Linked DNA regions of Sus scrofa: region 2 is linked to region 1. Evidence: chromatin contacts called from public targeted proximity ligation data. All regions are on one chromosome and are shown on one strand. The core of a region is the stretch at or near the end of the contact, and the rest is flanking DNA. Distances in the headings are between cores, read along the strand shown. Region 1 overlaps LOC106510428 (a long non-coding RNA gene). Region 2 overlaps LOC102159901 (a long non-coding RNA gene).

The links.
Region 2: a targeted proximity ligation map of skeletal muscle shows a contact between it and region 1, with 7 times the contacts expected there. A contact is called at or near these places in 1 of 47 Hi-C or Micro-C datasets (embryonic fibroblasts) and 1 of 2 datasets of targeted methods (skeletal muscle).

What each region holds. Positions count from the first base shown.
Region 1 is chr5:90,850,891-90,854,435 of Sscrofa11.1, reverse strand. The region is part of intron 4 of LOC106510428 (a long non-coding RNA gene); the gene reads right to left. Among named protein-coding and RNA genes, the nearest start is that of BTG1, 37 kb to the right of the region's middle.
Region 2 is chr5:91,509,128-91,512,672 of Sscrofa11.1, reverse strand. The region is part of intron 4 of LOC102159901 (a long non-coding RNA gene); the gene reads right to left. Among named protein-coding and RNA genes, the nearest start is that of DCN, 170 kb to the left of the region's middle.

The DNA.
Region 1 (3,545 bases), core at 621-3,120:
TAGCTTTGTTAGCTGTACAAAAACAGGTGGCAGGTTGCATCTGGTTCCTGGGCTGGCCCTTAGCTTCCTGACCTTTGGTCTAAAAGGAGAGTTTGCGCCCCAAGTTTATGTTCTAACAACACAGATAAGCGCAAATGGGAAAATCAGGAGGCATTTTAAATGGACAGGATTTCGGCTTAGGTGGGGGGAGTCCAGGTGGCGGAAGAACTTGGTGGCCAGCAAACTTGGGTTGGGAGGGCTGGGGGGGCAGGAGGTATGGGAGCACAGGGGGACTTCCTAAAGGGGCTGGTACCCAAGGTGTATCTCCATGGAGCTGCCCTGTAGCATCAGGGAGAGAGGGGTGAGAAAATGTCTCCCTACCCAATTATGCATGCTCTACTTTCCCAGGGAATCAGGCCAGTGAAAAGATTAGCAGCAAAGTCAAATTTAATTCAAAAGACCTTTTCCTTTTCTTTCTTTTTCTTTTTTCTTTTCTTTTCTTTTTTTTTTTTTTTTTTTTTTTTTTTTTTGCATAGAGACGAAGCCCTCCTTTGTACAGAAACAAAATCTAACAGTTCTCAGATCACCTCGACTTTGGTTTATCTTTGTTTACCTGTGTGCACCAGGCTCTCATGCAAATTCCAGCAGCCACTTCCAAGTAAGTCTGAGCTTGGCCTTGATGGATTTATTTCACATTTGCTGCAGGCACAGGCCACTGCTATTGAAGAGAGAAAAATACCAGCCCCTCTACAGCCGCTTGCCCAGGAGTCCCGGGCCTGCCTGGCAACGAGCCTCTCTGCTCCCTCTCTAGCTCTGGCCTGCCGTTACCTTGCCATTGAATAGGCTGGTGTAAGAGTTCAAGGCAGGGTTTGCACTTTCCCAGCCATTAGCCAGCTGCCAACGCATTTCATTATCTTAGGAGTGTTTTGTACATCAAAGCGAGCCCCAAACAGTGTGATCAAGTGGAAGTAACAGTGCCTGGTCAACATTATAACATGCAGCATTTTTTTTTTTCATGGATATAATGCCATCTGGCACCCAGGAACAGCAAAGGCCAGCGATGGAAAAATCCTGCCGCCCTGTTTTGCTTATTGGTGTAACAGTTAATCCCGATAAAGGCCAAGGCCTCAGAGCCACTGCCCTGTTGCTATCTTGCATATCTATTGTCTTACACAGGCGGAGCTGCCCTGAACCTTCGAAATCAGAGGCTGCACAAGGGATTGTTGGGGGAGGGGGAAAGCAAGGACCAGGGGGAACACATCCCGGAGAGCTGGGGAAGGGGCATTATTTGTCTTGATGTTTAATTGTTTCACACACACACACACACACACACACACACACACACACACACACACACGGAGGGGGACAAAGCTTTAAAGATCTCTCCTTTTCAAGCTACCAGATTGGCTGGGAAAACATCAAGTCCCTGGCCTTGAAACCCTCAATAATTTTCAAACACGTTGAATTTTAGATCACAGTGCACCAGCCCTCTCCCAAATCAGAGACTCCTAAACTTATTTCTGGCAACAAATTTCTCTCTGAGCCTTTCATTGCTCTATTAAAATCAAGGAAGAAAACATTTCTTTTTCTGAAATAACAGCCAAGAGAGTTTCTGAATAAAACTCTTATGTAGTGCATTCAAAATCCTGCCTTCTCAGAAGCTGGTTTTTCATTTAACAAATCAGGAAAAACACGCGCACACACACAAGTATCTCATTGCTTTCATTTTCACATCAATCTTCGAAACACAGAAGAATAAGACCCAAAATGAACAATCTCCTTCTCTGCTGACTTGAGGACAATCGGATTTATGGTATCTTTTCCCCCTCGGTCTCAAACGCAGTTGCCTCAATGAACTGCGACTGTTTACAAACTCGTTAATGATTTTTTCCACTGGTTACACCAACTCCGCCCTCTTCCTATCTCCCCTGCTGACAGCCCTCCCTCTCCTTCCCTCTCTGCAGGGGAGGAAGCCTGAAATTTTGAGTAGGACATTTCCTTCTCTGGGTCAAGTCCACATGGAAGGATGATTTTGCAGTGGCCCTATTAGCAATTATGTGTTTCCAAAGCATGGAAAATTTTCTAGGGCAATTGATGCCTATGCATAGTTGTAAGACTCTATGATCTTAAAAATAAGGAGATGGCACCCAATAACCAACCTGTGGTTTGAAACATTCTCAGAAAATCCAACTTGATTTACCTTCTCCCACTGTTTCCTTTCGCTGCCATAACCTGTAGTAGAATTCTAACACATTCTGAAGGGACCAGGTGACTATTTTAGGCTGGCATGGAAACAGCTCCGAGAAATGGAGCCCCGAGCAGCAAAAATTAAAAACAAAGTTCTCTGACCTTCAATATCGTCAATAAAATGACAGTTTTTCTCACTTTTTTTCTAAATCTAAGATCAATGAGAAAAAACCAAAATGAGCCAGAAAGGAGAATAACTGAAATCTTTGGCAAAATGAGAAAGAAAGAGTACACGATACCCAGGTTCCCAAAACATGGTGGTCAGATATCAAAATCTGAACCATTTATCATCTGCTTTATACTTCACATTTTATAAAAGCAGTGACTCTTTTGCTCTAGAAATAAACATTTGCATGGACAGATTTTCGGTACCATCTCTTACAGGTGAAGAAACATTAAATCAACTGTTCAAAGTAACTTAGTTAATGGCAGAGCTCAAACAGAATGCAAGACGTGTAACTGCTAGCGTACGGCTTTTGCCGTGGCACGCGCTTACATGCACGCGCGCGTGCACACACATGCATTCATTCATCCATTCAACCAGCATCAGCTGACTGCCCACCATGTACCAGGTATTATGGAAAATATCGTAAATACCTTTTATAAGAGTAAATAAGAGATTCCTGCTCTCAAGGAATTCATAATCTAATAGTGAGGGGAGACAAAGAACTGCCAGAGAGTGGCAGGTGCTAGAGGGGGCAGTACAGTGGTAGCAAAAAGAAAAAAATACATCAGTCACATCAGTAAGGGGCTTCGTGATTCTGACTTTACACTGATGTTAAAATAGTGCCCTGCTATCGTGTTGAAGTCGAATAAGCCTTTGTCCTCAAATTATCCTAGAAAGAGAATCAATTACTTGCAGCATGTCTTAAATTCCACTTTAGGTAAGACTTAATCTTTCTTGTGCTTCCTCTGATTATTCTGGATTTGTTGTGCATAATTTTAAAGAAGTGGGGCTCTGTGGTTTTCCCATTCGGATAGTTCTAAAGTGACATTCACTGTAGGATTTGGCCAACACACTAAGAAGTTGAAATTTGGAAAGGAGTGGGCAAAAGGAAACTAATTCAGATGAGAAAATTACACATAATTTCTTTCCTCTCATTTTGTGAAAGTCTTAGACCCACAGTTGTTAGGGATTAAAAAGAACTTTAAGCAAATCCCTGCTTCTGCAAGTTTTTTTTTTTCTCTTAAAAATTTTTCATCTAAGTCCAAGATTTAAATTTCTAAATCGACAGTTCCATTGTAATTCCGTCTTAAGGGGCTGTCCATTGATATCTTCCTGATAGTACTTTGAGAGTCATGCTCATTATTCTATTTTT
Region 2 (3,545 bases), core at 678-3,177, 660 kb before region 1:
TTCCCAGGGCATATGGAGATTCCCAGGCTAGGGGTCTAATCGGAGCTGTAGCTGCTGGCCTACACCACAGCCACAGCAACGCCAGATCCAAGCCGAGTCTGCAACCTACACCACAGCTCATGGCAACGCCAAATCCTTAACCCACGGAGCAAGGCCACGGATTGAACCCAAAACCTCGTGGTTCCTAGTCGGATTTGTTAACCACTGAGCCACGACGGGAATTCCAGGGATTTTTTTCTTAAAACAAGCAAGGAAGCCACAGCAAATGAGGTCACAATCCCAACCTGAGATTCCCAAATACTGGGAAAATCTATAACCTGAAAATGTTTTTACTAATTAGACATAGATTTGCTCTTACCCCACCTCCCCCCAGGAAGAGGGCTCTCTTCCTGCAAATAAAATGCTTTAAGTTATGAAACTTTGGTTCAATTCGACTCTGCCTCCTTTTTGCCCAGTGAAACAGGCGGCTGATGGAAAACCAAAGTTCAGGGCCCAACTTTTCTCATTTGGTAACTTTCATTTCCTAATAATATTGGATAATTAACAAATTGTGTGTTCTAATGCTTTGTCACTTCAAGAGCATTTGGGGAGAATACTTCTTGTGTCTACTGAGTAATGGCTCAAATGAAAGAACACGATCAAGAGAATGCTTTATCACTGTGCATAAAACATACTGAATATTTATGATTTTAATTGCTACACACCATGTGCATACCTGTTTGGAGAATTATATAGATCTTTAAAGGTCAAGCAAGAGAATGATTTTGTGACTTTATAATTCATGATTAACAAGTCATTGAAAATTTCTATTAACTCAAAATGGAAATTCATAGAAATTCTTAAAAAAAAAAAAAAAAGAACCCTTAGTATTCCCTATATGTAACTGGCGTTTTTGTGAGTTTGTGAAACCAGATGCTTTTGGATAAAAAAAGCAATACTGACTCTTTCTTAGACTTAGTGCCTCTTTGCTAAAAGAAAAATTCTTAACTGAAAATGCAGTTCTATTCCTAAATTTATTGTTTACAGAAACACATGCTAATATAACAACGCATGAAAAATTAAAAAAAAAATGCCAGACATGCCTCGACATGCAAAATGTATTTAGCTGTTTGCTTTAACATGCTACTTTCATTCTGCAGCCTACCTTCTCCAAGACCAAGTATTTTTGCGAGTGAGGCTAAAAATAGCCAGCGAAGCCTAACAACTAGCTTCTGATTGGCTCGGTACAAAGGCCACTTAGCCAATGAGAGCTTCTGGGAACAAAAGCAATTCTTTTGTGTGTGAGATGCTCAACCCACGTCAAAACAGCTTCAGGCTGTAGAAGCGATTTCGGTTGAGATTTAACAAGGTAATAATGCATTTCAGTCCTCTGAAAGGTTTGAAGCAGAACAAAGGGGGTAGTGAAATCTACAAAACAAATGGAGTGCTCAGACTTTCAGGGGATGAATCATCGGGTGCCTGAGCTACACACATTTGCAAACCCAGAAAAGCAAGTGCGCTAGGATTTTTTTTCTTCCTTCCTGATATTTTAACTTATTTTCCGAGCGTTTTCTCTGCTCAAAAAAAGAGAAAATCAAAGGCGTTGTGTTCTGACTATGCACAAATATGCTATTACGTTGACTTGCTGATGAATAGAAAGCAACTCAATCACGATTCCCTTACATGGTACAAAGAGAAGACAAAGACTTGTGTGAGGTGGAGAGTAAGTAGTAAAGCTCCTAAAGCTTTGGACTTTGGTTTTTGGGAATCACAAATATCCCATGTTCTCAAAGTAAACGCAGTTCTGGATTAATGTTGTGATGACTCCCATGATAAAGTGGGACTTGATTTGAAGCAGAAACATGGAATTTTGGGAGGTTTTAGCACCACCAAGGCATTTCGCCTGTAGGGGTCGCTGTTGCACAGCAGACGAACCTCTTCAGAGCGTCCTTCCTTTTAATCTTAAATGAAAGGAGAAAATGGGCTTGGTAGGTGCCTTTCAGGTAGGACAAAAGGGAGTGGGGAGTCAGTGTTTGAAACTCTTAAGCTTCACTGCGGTCATTACTATGGGACAAAGCATCCTATAACAATACAGTCTACTTCACATGGGACTGAAATGCTGTACAGGACAAAATGTTGCTACAGTAACCATTGGAAATGTTATGTAACACATAGCAGCTCATAAGCCATTTCATGGTTTAAAACTGGCTTTATTAAGCAGGTGATAATTCAGGGATGGTATGACACTTCAAAGGCTCCAAGCAGGAGGTAAGACACAAGGACACACACTTTAACTTCTTGTATAGGAAATGCATACAGGTTACCAAGTCCAGAACACTGTTGACAAGAAAATACAGATTGCAAATGCATTGTTTACATGTTCTTTTCCCAGAAAACTTCAAGTTCAATGCATTTTTTTGTCTTCAATATAGCTTTTCTGATAAATGATTATTGAGTGAAATCTTAATTATCCTTTATTCTTGGCATGACGTAAAAGACCTGCATAAATCAAACATTTCAGTAAAATGAAATTATATTTTTATTGTGTGATCAGGTGTGATAATAAGAGCAGTACTTAAGAGTCACCTGTTTAAGGAAATGCATAGTCATAAAATATTGCATTTGCTAATTATTGGTCTTAACTGCATTTATGAGCCTCAATAGATATGTTGCCGTAAAACATGGAGGTGGTTTGCTGAGAGGAGTATCCTATTCTAACAAATAATACGAAAACTAGAGAGGTAATATACACTGTAAAAAACTTTTTTTTGCACTCACTTTAAAATAGTCTCCTATGGGGGAAAAAATTAACCTAGGGAATTATGTTCCTAAACAACGAAATCCCCAAAGGATGGTATATATGCAGTTTTCAACATTCTCTGTCTAGAAAGAATGTGGATTCTGTCCTATTGCAGTACTTTTGTGAGTTTTATAGTTTTGGCTTTATCATGTTGGCCAAGGGCCAGTTAAAGGAATTCATCACCAAATGCTTACACAACCCCTAAGGGTGTGCCTAATGCTTAGTTTAGGATGGGTGGTTGCAGTAGAAGAGGCTGTGAGTACTAGCTGTACCTTATCTCCCTGTGCCTGCCAGCTGCTGAGGTGCTCAAGCCCCAGCCCTGACAGCTGTCCCTCTGCCATCGTCAGGGTGCTCTGTAAGAGGAGAAGAGGGGAGAAGAAAGAAAGTACAAGTCCTCTCCTCTCTGCCAGTGTGACGCTGAAGCTGGAGTCAAAAGCACAGAGTAAGCTTCCTTCCTCCCCTTCTTAAGAGCTAAAAATATCCTTTATAGGAAGTCAAAGCTACTTTCTTTCCTCAACTGGTCATCAGTAATATAAAGCCTTTTATGAACATCTGCATAAAATATATGTTTTTAAAATATTATTTCCCCCCTGTTTCCCTTCTGTTTTGTACCCATGCTTTCCATTCTAGGAGGTAACAGACTCTGTGGCTCAGGTTCATCCCTTCAGAGACGAATATGGTAAGGCAAGAGAAGAGTGAAAGCCCTCCTGGCTTTAGTTTCTGAGTTTACATGGATAATTGAGGGGAAAGTCTCATTGACAGTGGG